Linked DNA regions of Mus musculus: regions 2 and 3 are each linked to region 1. The links are chromatin contacts, called in public HiChIP or PLAC-seq maps. All regions are on one chromosome and are shown on one strand. The core of a region is the stretch at or near the end of the contact, and the rest is flanking DNA. Distances in the headings are between cores, read along the strand shown.

The links. HiChIP or PLAC-seq counts read pairs in DNA pulled down with a chosen protein or histone mark.
Region 2: a contact with region 1 is called in an HNF4G HiChIP or PLAC-seq map of pancreatic cancer cells. The contact joins two enhancer-like sites. A contact is called at or near these places in 11 of 39 promoter capture datasets (cranial neural crest, embryonic stem cells, hematopoietic stem and progenitor cells and 6 more), 6 of 484 Hi-C or Micro-C datasets (the C2C12 cell line, the HPC-7 cell line, cortical neurons and 1 more) and 1 of 115 datasets of contacts at active chromatin or transcription factors (pancreatic cancer cells).
Region 3: a contact with region 1 is called in a CTCF HiChIP or PLAC-seq map of the NIH/3T3 cell line, with 9 read pairs. The contact joins two enhancer-like sites. A contact is called at or near these places in 1 of 39 promoter capture datasets (hippocampal neurons), 1 of 15 datasets of contacts at CTCF or cohesin (the NIH/3T3 cell line), 1 of 484 Hi-C or Micro-C datasets (muscle stem cells), 4 of 115 datasets of contacts at active chromatin or transcription factors (the NIH/3T3 cell line, acute myeloid leukemia, bone marrow-derived dendritic cells and 1 more) and 1 of 9 other capture datasets (embryonic stem cells).

The regions. Positions count from the first base shown.
Region 1 is chr1:88,532,854-88,535,604 of GRCm38.p6, reverse strand. No RefSeq gene overlaps it. Among named protein-coding and RNA genes, the nearest start is that of Gm19589, 17 kb to the left of the region's middle. Within about 2 kb of position 1,319, at least 47 of the 459 cell types and tissues checked have an H3K27ac peak or open chromatin away from gene starts, as enhancers often do. A contact at or near this core is called in the NIH/3T3 cell line and pancreatic cancer cells, where this site is marked.
Region 2 is chr1:88,356,299-88,359,049 of GRCm38.p6, reverse strand. All of the region lies in intron 18 of Trpm8 (transient receptor potential cation channel, subfamily M, member 8), which reads right to left. Among named protein-coding and RNA genes, the nearest start is that of Gm51639, 26 kb to the right of the region's middle. Within about 2 kb of position 1,384, at least 21 of the 459 cell types and tissues checked have an H3K27ac peak or open chromatin away from gene starts, as enhancers often do. A contact at or near this core is called in pancreatic cancer cells, where this site is marked.
Region 3 is chr1:88,661,557-88,664,307 of GRCm38.p6, reverse strand. No RefSeq gene overlaps it. Among named protein-coding and RNA genes, the nearest start is that of Arl4c, 39 kb to the left of the region's middle. Within about 2 kb of position 1,402, at least 45 of the 459 cell types and tissues checked have an H3K27ac peak or open chromatin away from gene starts, as enhancers often do. A contact at or near this core is called in the NIH/3T3 cell line, where this site is marked.

The sequences.
Region 1 (2,751 bases), core at 70-2,569:
CTTGTCATTCTAAGGCTAGAAGAAGTTTTAGACTAAAGCAACCCACGTCACCTGTCAGACTGCAGGTCCCATAGAAGGAAGGTCCCTGCAGGGTCTATGGGGGAACTGGGATCAGATCCGAGGTCTAAGTCAGATGATGCAGATTACACTTTGCCAGGAAAAAACAAAGCTTGGAAAGACCTCAATTCATTCAGTAAGGACTTCACCCTTTATTTTAAGAATGACACAAAATCAAGGTTTTTTTGTTTTTTAAGTCAAGCATGCTAGTGCATGCTTATAATAGCAGAGGTGGGGGACATAGAGACAGGCAGATCCTTGGGGGCTTATTGGCCAGTTATCCTAGCTGACGTGAGTTCCAGGCCAGTGAGAGACCGTTTCTTCAAAACAAGGTCAGTGGCACCTGAAGAAGGACACATGGGATTGTCCTATACCTCCATCCACAGGAGCAAAGATGTACCCACCTACCCCCTTCCAAACCCAAAATTAAGGGTATTCTCACAAAAAGGGACCTCTCATGACTGCCCTCCGAAAGACCCAACGAGCAGCTGAAAGAGTCATATGCAGATATTTACACCCAACCAATGGACAGAAGCAGCTGACCCCTGTTGTTGAATTAGGGAAGGCTGAAAGAAGCTGAGGAGAAAGCGGGTCCTGTAGGAAGACCAGTAGTCTCAATTAATCTGGACCCCCTGAGATCTTTTGAACACTGGACCACCAAACAGAGAGTATACACCAACTGATATAAGGCCCCCAACACACATAAAGTAGAGGACTTCCGGGTCTATGTTCATTCAGAGATGATGTACCTAACCTTCAAGAGACTGGAGGTCCCAGGGAGTTTAGAGGTCAGGTGGGGTGGGGGTGGGGGCATCTATGTGGAGACAGGGGAGTGTGGAGGAAGTGTGGGATGTGGAGCAGTTGGAAGGTGGATGGGGGAGGATGAAGAATGGAATATTCAGTGTAAAAAATAAATTAAAAAAAATTCCCTATGTCTGGTATGGTATAGATGGTGTCCATTATTCAAATAGAAAAGGAATAGGCCTTTTTTTCTTTTTTCAATCTAGTCAGTATAAATAGGAATCACATTAGGTTATTTAATTTCTGAAGAGCTCACATGATTAGATTTAAATACAAAGCAAGCACAGCATTCTCTACTTGATTGAAATGATGTCTAATAAATGTTTGCGATCCTCTTGAGAAGTTAGATAATGTGAAGTTCAGTGCTTTCTCTTTCTTTAGTCAACACTTTAAACTTCCCGCTGGAGCTTGGCTCTCCCACTAACGTTGCTGGTCCATGACTCACCTCAGGAATAAAGAATGCTTTTGTGTGTGGGGCTTCACCACAGAGACGGTATTTTTTTTTTCTTTGTCTCAACCTCATCCTGAAGGTGTGGCTTTCTTAGCAAAATAGTCATTCTTTCTTTGTGCTGCTTGGGCCCCCACTCATTAATCGAGTCAAGTCTGGAACACCCATTAACAACCCCTAAAGATTCAAGGAAATCTACTCAAAGACCAGTTATTTCTTTAATGTTCTCAAATTCTCTCTTCAACAAAACCGAGAGCAAGGCTACACAAGATGAGTTGGGAGAGCTCAGGTTAGCAGAGTCCAGACTCCATGCAAAGGCAAATCCTCTGCCTTGTTATTAGCGTGACTAGAACCAGAAGACGTACAGGGATATCCTTAGCAAGCCAGAATGGCGTTGTCAGCTCAGTAAGTACATATCGAAGCAAAGACCAATTGGAGATAACTTTTATGAACAAAATATTTCTTTTTAACCACTAAGAGTCTTCAACCAGAAGGACTCCAAAGAAAATTCCAGGGGGGTGGGGGGGAGAACTTGATAGCAAAGACACATCATGAAACAATTTTCAAACAAGTGAACACATTTTCAAAGTTTAGATGAACAACAAGAACAACAATTTTGTTGAACAAAGAGCTAAATACTAGAAAAGTAATAGAGAAGTCTTGGAAAGTTACACAAGAGGGATCAAGATGGTGATGAGTATTTGACATAAAATTCACTAAAACTGAATTCAAAAATTGGTCATGAAGAGGGGAGAGAAAAGGAAAGAAGAGAAGAAGAAGGAGAAGGAGGAGGAGGAGGAGGAGGAGGAGGAGGAGGAGAAGAAGAAGAAGAAGAAGAAGAAGAAGAAGAAGAAGAAGAAGAAGAAGAAGAAGAAGAAGAAGAAGAAGAAGAAGAAGAAGAAGAGAGACACACATAGAGAGAGAGAGAAGAGAGAGCTTTAAAAACCAGGTTGGGGAGATAGCTCAGTGGTTAAGAGCACTGACTGCTCTTCTAAAGGTTCTTAGTTCAAATCCCAGCAACCACATGGTGGCTCACAACCATCTGTTATGAGATCTGATGCCCTCTTCTGGGGTGTCTGAAGACAGCTACAGTGTACTTACATATAATAAACAAACAAACAAACAAACATCCCAATATTGGCAGGGAAAGTACGTGTACATCAGTCCCCAAAGGACTGACACAGGTACAGGGTTTGATCTCTGCCACCTGATGAACCCAGGCTGTGTGAGGATGCTACACAGATCTGTTGGCAAAATGGTCCAGGTTTACAGGGAGCAATGTGCCAGCACTTAGTAAGTGCAGTGGAGAAAGGCTAAAGGCTTGACTGCACATGTGGGCATTCACCCCAGCAAGCAGACTCTCATCTGACTGAGACTGTACAAAGACCAGAGAAAGAACCTGGATGGATCTCACTAGAGATAGAAGGAAAGAGGCAGCTATGAAG
Region 2 (2,751 bases), core at 135-2,634, 180 kb after region 1:
AGCCTTCAGAACTCTCAGTTCCTCCTGCACCATGCCTGCCTGGATGCTCCTGCTTTGATGATAATGGACTGAACTTCTGAACCTGTAAGCCAGCCCCAATTAAATGTTATCCTCACTAGAGTTGCCTTGGTCATCATGTCTGTTCTCAACAATGAAACCCTAACTAAGACAGGCTCCACACACTGGATTTTTTAAGAATGCCAACCTAGCTGTCTGATCTTTTCATTTGCCTACTTGCTCAGAATCTGGCTACTAGGAGCCTAAGGACCAGACTCCAGGGGCAGCTCAAATAGGGGACAGAAGATTCACTGAGGTGTGATTCTGATTCCCATGTTCATGTCCTTGTCTTCCCATGAACTCACCCACCAAGTCTATTTGGGACTCATATATCCTATGACCTTCTCTGCCTCTGACCCCAAAGCCTAAACTTAGGTGCCCATCCTGGGGATAGTGAGTTTCTCAGATCCACTGAAACCCTGCAATCTGGGATGTAGGATGCACAGCTTGAGTTGCCAAAGGAGGGGAACACTGCCAGATCACAGTGGAACAGTGAAGTCCCCCAGGTCTGGGCAGCCCGGGCCAGACCATGTTCCACTGTGAGGAGACAGGCGCAAGGTTAGGACCCTGGGGAGGACACAGGAGCATCCATTTATCTGGGCAGTGCTGATCCCCAGGGCAGCAAAACCCATTGCCACTCCATGCTTCGGAAGTGGCTGGCACAGGCCCTGCCCACCTGTTCTCTTTCCCATTCCCGCTGGGAGGCTGGTACACACTGATCTGTACAACCCCAGCCCAGCCTCGTCTCGCCTCAGTGACTTCAGAAGCCTGGCCATATTACAGAACCAATAGACAGAAGAGGCCTGGGCCACAAGAATGCCACTACAGGGAGAAAAGATTTCGGGTTTTTTTTGTTGTTGTTGTTGTTGTTGTTGGTGGTGGTGGTGGTGTTTTGTTTTGTTTTTAATGAAGAGACGCCTCTTGTCTAAGGGGGGAGAGTGCAGCTCTAAGCTGTGTTCCTGAAATACCAGGATGTGTTCACCATCTCTTGCACTGTGACAGCCTCAGAACTGAAGGAGCTTTCAGAGAAGGCAGGGTGGAACTTACAACACTATAAACAAACATCCACAGTGCCTGCTTAGCTCCACTAGGAGTCGGTTAACAACTGTGTCTGCACTGGGGACTGGCGAGGTCAAATTAGCTGTGAACATCCCCGCTCTGGGCAAGGGACGTCCCTCCTCACTGAGAGCATGGGTATCTGAGTCCCAGGCACAATCTAAAACAGACAATGTCCTGTTTAGGGGTTTCTCCTAACAACCATGAGTGAGTCTGGCCCATTAAGACTGCACAGGCCTGCAGAGCCTTTCCTTGAACAACCCAGGTGAGGAACTTGCAGAAACAAAGGGAAATAGCGCCCTCTAGTGACAGATTTCTCAAAGACAGGGCCTCACTGTTGTTCCAAGAAAGGCCACCTGGGTTTCTCTCTGCTCAGAAGAAAGTGAAGGCAGGATCCCTCTGTATGTCTCCTTATCTCTGGCCTCAGTAGTCCCATAACCATGGTGACCCTCAGGGGTGACTTACAAGCACATTCCTTGTCCTGTATTAAGAACACACATTCTCAACAACATGACAATAGCAGCTCTGGCTCCTGATACACACAGCAAATGAACGTCTAAAACAAATCACCCTGCTTGATGCTGCTCCCTGGACCACCAGAGCATGTGTCAGGACCTAGGGAGCTCGGCAGACTCCCTGATGGGGTCAGTACAAGAGGAGACAACCTGATCCAGGTTTCTGCATCTCTTAAGGGTCTCTTCAGTAGAAAATGCACCCAGACAGGGAAAGACCAAAGAAACCAGATTACTGCACACCGTGTATTTGCAACTCCTGCTGGGCTTTCCCTCCCTCTCCCTGCCTCTTTCCTCCCCTGTCCCTTCTACCCCTGTCCATCCAATGCTCGTGGCTTAATTCCCTATCGGCTGTGAGTCAATTGACCCTCTGGTCCAGCAGTTCTCTGAATGTCGAGAGTCCCCTGGCTCTGATTATCACACACAGAATATTCCAGCTCCACTCTACTAGTGACACATCACAAGCCAGAAGAAAACTTGGAAGTAAAGGCTGGCCACAGGGAGAGAGGCCATATGTGGAAGAGCTGTATCTCTACACTTAAGTCCTCAGCCCTCTGCTTGGGAACGTGACCTTGTTCGGAAATCAGGCCACTGCAGATGGCGCTGACAGGTCGAGATGGAGTCCTGATCCAACATGACTGTTGTCCCCAGGAAACAGAGAAATTAGGACACACCTGCACATAGGGAGGGCACCATATGGGCATGAGGCTGCGGGTCAGAGTGTCACATCCGTCAGGCACAGAGTGACAAAGATGGCCAGTAAACTTTCAGAAGCTAGGGGACAGCACAGCAGAACAGTCACTTCACAGTACTCTATGGGGTCAACCCAACCCACAACTTCACGTTGGACTTCTGCCTTCCAGAACTATAGTCAGTACACTGGTACTCCGGCCATCCTGTGTGTTTTCTTCCTCCACCTCTGCTGACGTTCCACCATCTTCCACACCACTTACCTACTAATCATAAAGACAGGCATATAGGGCACAGGTACCCAACCCCCCCCCCCCAGCCCTCACTTCCATAGCAGACATCATTAATTGATTAAGACATACTAAGAATTGACAGAGGGCCCCAGAATCCCTCGCAATCCAGGAGTCCTGGAGACTGCACATAAAAATCTACCAGA
Region 3 (2,751 bases), core at 153-2,652, 130 kb before region 1:
TGCATGTATAAAGAGCCTGTATCCCCCAAATGCTCATCCTAGGTCCCGATGGATGGATATTTGGTGTGGGGGGGGGGTGGGGGGGTGGGTATTGCCTAGGCTAGTCATCATGGTTCCTCTATATATCAAGATGGCATTTCTTCACATTTCTAATGACTGAGTGGCTGCAAATGTAACTTTCTCAAAGAAAAGACTCTGCTAAACAACTCACTGTACTGTAAAGATTGTCTGCACCCCAGCCACAATCCGAAAAAGAAATAATAGGCTAACTGTTAAGCAACTTTTCTGTGGGACTGGATTAAGAATAGAGAGGGCCAACCTGGGAGCCCAGAAGGGTAGAGCTAGCTTCTGTTCAGAAGGTGGGAGGAGAGAGAAGGCAGGGTTGAGCGGAGGTAAGAAGGTCCAGAGATAGGCAAGCTCAGATCCTGGAAATATGAGAAGTCAGGGAATAGCTATGACTTCCCAAAGGTTTGACTCACAGGCCACAGTCCTACTCATGGGTCTTGAACATCCTGCTCTGGATTTTCGGCCACTCAGGACACACTCAACACCTCGGGAAATAGAAAGTTAGATGCCAGAAGGATAGAAATGGAAGAGAGGGAGGGGTGTCAATTTAAAAAGGAAAAAGAGGAGTTTCTCCTCGCCCTGGCATATGGCCTCTGACCAAACTTGTGTCAGTCTCTTCTGTGCATTTGTTCTTTGGGACCTGCAGGGCTCAGCTGCAGAAAGAATCCTGTGGATAGTTTAGGGATATCTCAACCCTACCTGCCTTTAGCAGGGAAAACCTATTTTAAGTCAGTTGGACAAGCTCTCTCCACCTTGATGTTTCCTTGGCCCGCCTTCTGAGCTGAACCCTGCCTTTTTCCTATTGCTAGCCTCGGCACCTAATTGATAGTTCTGGCTGAAGCTTTGTGAATAGTTTAACATGTAGCTCAGGCTGGCCTTGAACTCCTGATTTCCCTCAGCCACTAGTGAGCTGGGATTACAGACAAGGAGCTCACTGTTCCATACAGCATCTTTTGCATCTTTTACTTCATTTTCATGCTTTCTGTCCTTGGCCACATTCTAGCACATTCTGCTACTCCTGCCTCTGCACTGACCCTGCAGCCTTTCACGGAGAGCCCTTCCTAAGAGGCAGCCACAGCAGCAATCATGAAGGAAGGAAGTCTGGCCAGGCCCTTCTAGCACATGGCCAACACGACTCTCATTTCCTTTTCTTTCTGGAGTTCTTTTCAAAATGATCTTTCTTTCCTGCATATCTTTTTCTTTTTTTCTTTTTTTTTTTTTAACATTAAGGCTCACATGGAAAGAATTTGTTTAGCTTGCAGTGGTACAGGGGCATGAACTGTTTGTATAGTGATTCATGCACTCTGGACTGCTAATGGGCACGGGACCGGGGCAGGGAGTGTTAGCTGGAAGACCAAGCCATAAGTTTTGCTGCTAATGAGAGGTGATGGCAATCCAATGCATCAGAATATAGTCTCGATAGTAGGCTTCTTCGGTTTGGCAGTTTGATTTTCTGGAACACTCTTATGTCTGTAAGGGAAAGAGGAGATGGAAGCACCAGAGAGCAGATGTGTGTAGGTCAGGATGACGGTTGAGTTTAGTCTATATGCACTGTCTCATTTTTTTCCAAGGATGCTTAAAGAAGCCCTGGAGGTCCTAAACAGATGAGGCACACAGATCTAGCAGATCATCTGGTCTACCTCCAGCTTCCAGTTTCATGCATTTTATCCCGGAAAACTGGGCTTCAGGGAATTCCATGATATTCTGGTTTACTGTTTTCTGAACCTCAAACATCAACATTAAATAGATCTGCTTGTGTTTCTGATACAGAGATGGGATGGACAGAGGTCTTATACAATTATAAACAGATTCCTGGATTATACATAACCAGAAACTCGAGCCCCCACCCCTGCAGCCACTAGCCATGTTACCTCAGATCTGCTTAGTTGGACCATCCAAGGTTTCTGGAAAATTAAAGAGTATGACAAGGTCTTCCTAAAGTACTCTAGGTGGAGGATATCTACAGTAAGGAACATGGCTTGAAATCATGGCTGCAGTATAGATATGCTAACAGCAGCAGATAGGACCTTTTCAGAGGCTCAGTGAGGCCTTTGAGAATATCTCAGATTGGGATCTGCAATCCTGGAAATTGCTTCCTGTCCACGTCAGATGTGATTTTTTTCTCACATCTTAAGGATTGTCTAGAAGGCTGTATTGGCTACTTCTCTTCTTGCTGTGACAAAATAGCAGACAAGAACGACCTAGGGAAGGAGAGGTTTATTCTGGCTCACAATTCAAAGGGCTATGGTCCACCATGGCTGCAGAAGGCATAACGGTAGGATAGAGAGGCAGCTAGTCCCGTTCCATTCACAGCCAAAGAGATATGAATGCCGAAGCCCTGTTCCCTTCTCTCTTCAGTCAGGGACCCCAGCTCACGGAACAGTGCGGCCCACATTTACAGAGGATCCCTTCTACCTCCACTAACCTAACTTAGAGACTCCCTCACAGAAACACTCAGAGGTTGGTTTCCATTTAGATTCTAAATCCTATTGAGTTGTCAATCAAGACTAATCATCAGAGAGGGTCAATTGTATTTGTTTCCTGTGGCTGTTAGAATCACCAGACTACTGGTAAAAAGCAATAGCAAGTTATTTTCTTAACAGCTCTGGAGGCCAAGAGTCAAAAATCCATTTCACTGGGCCTAAATCAAGGCACAGACAGTGCTACCCTCTCTCCTATAGCTAT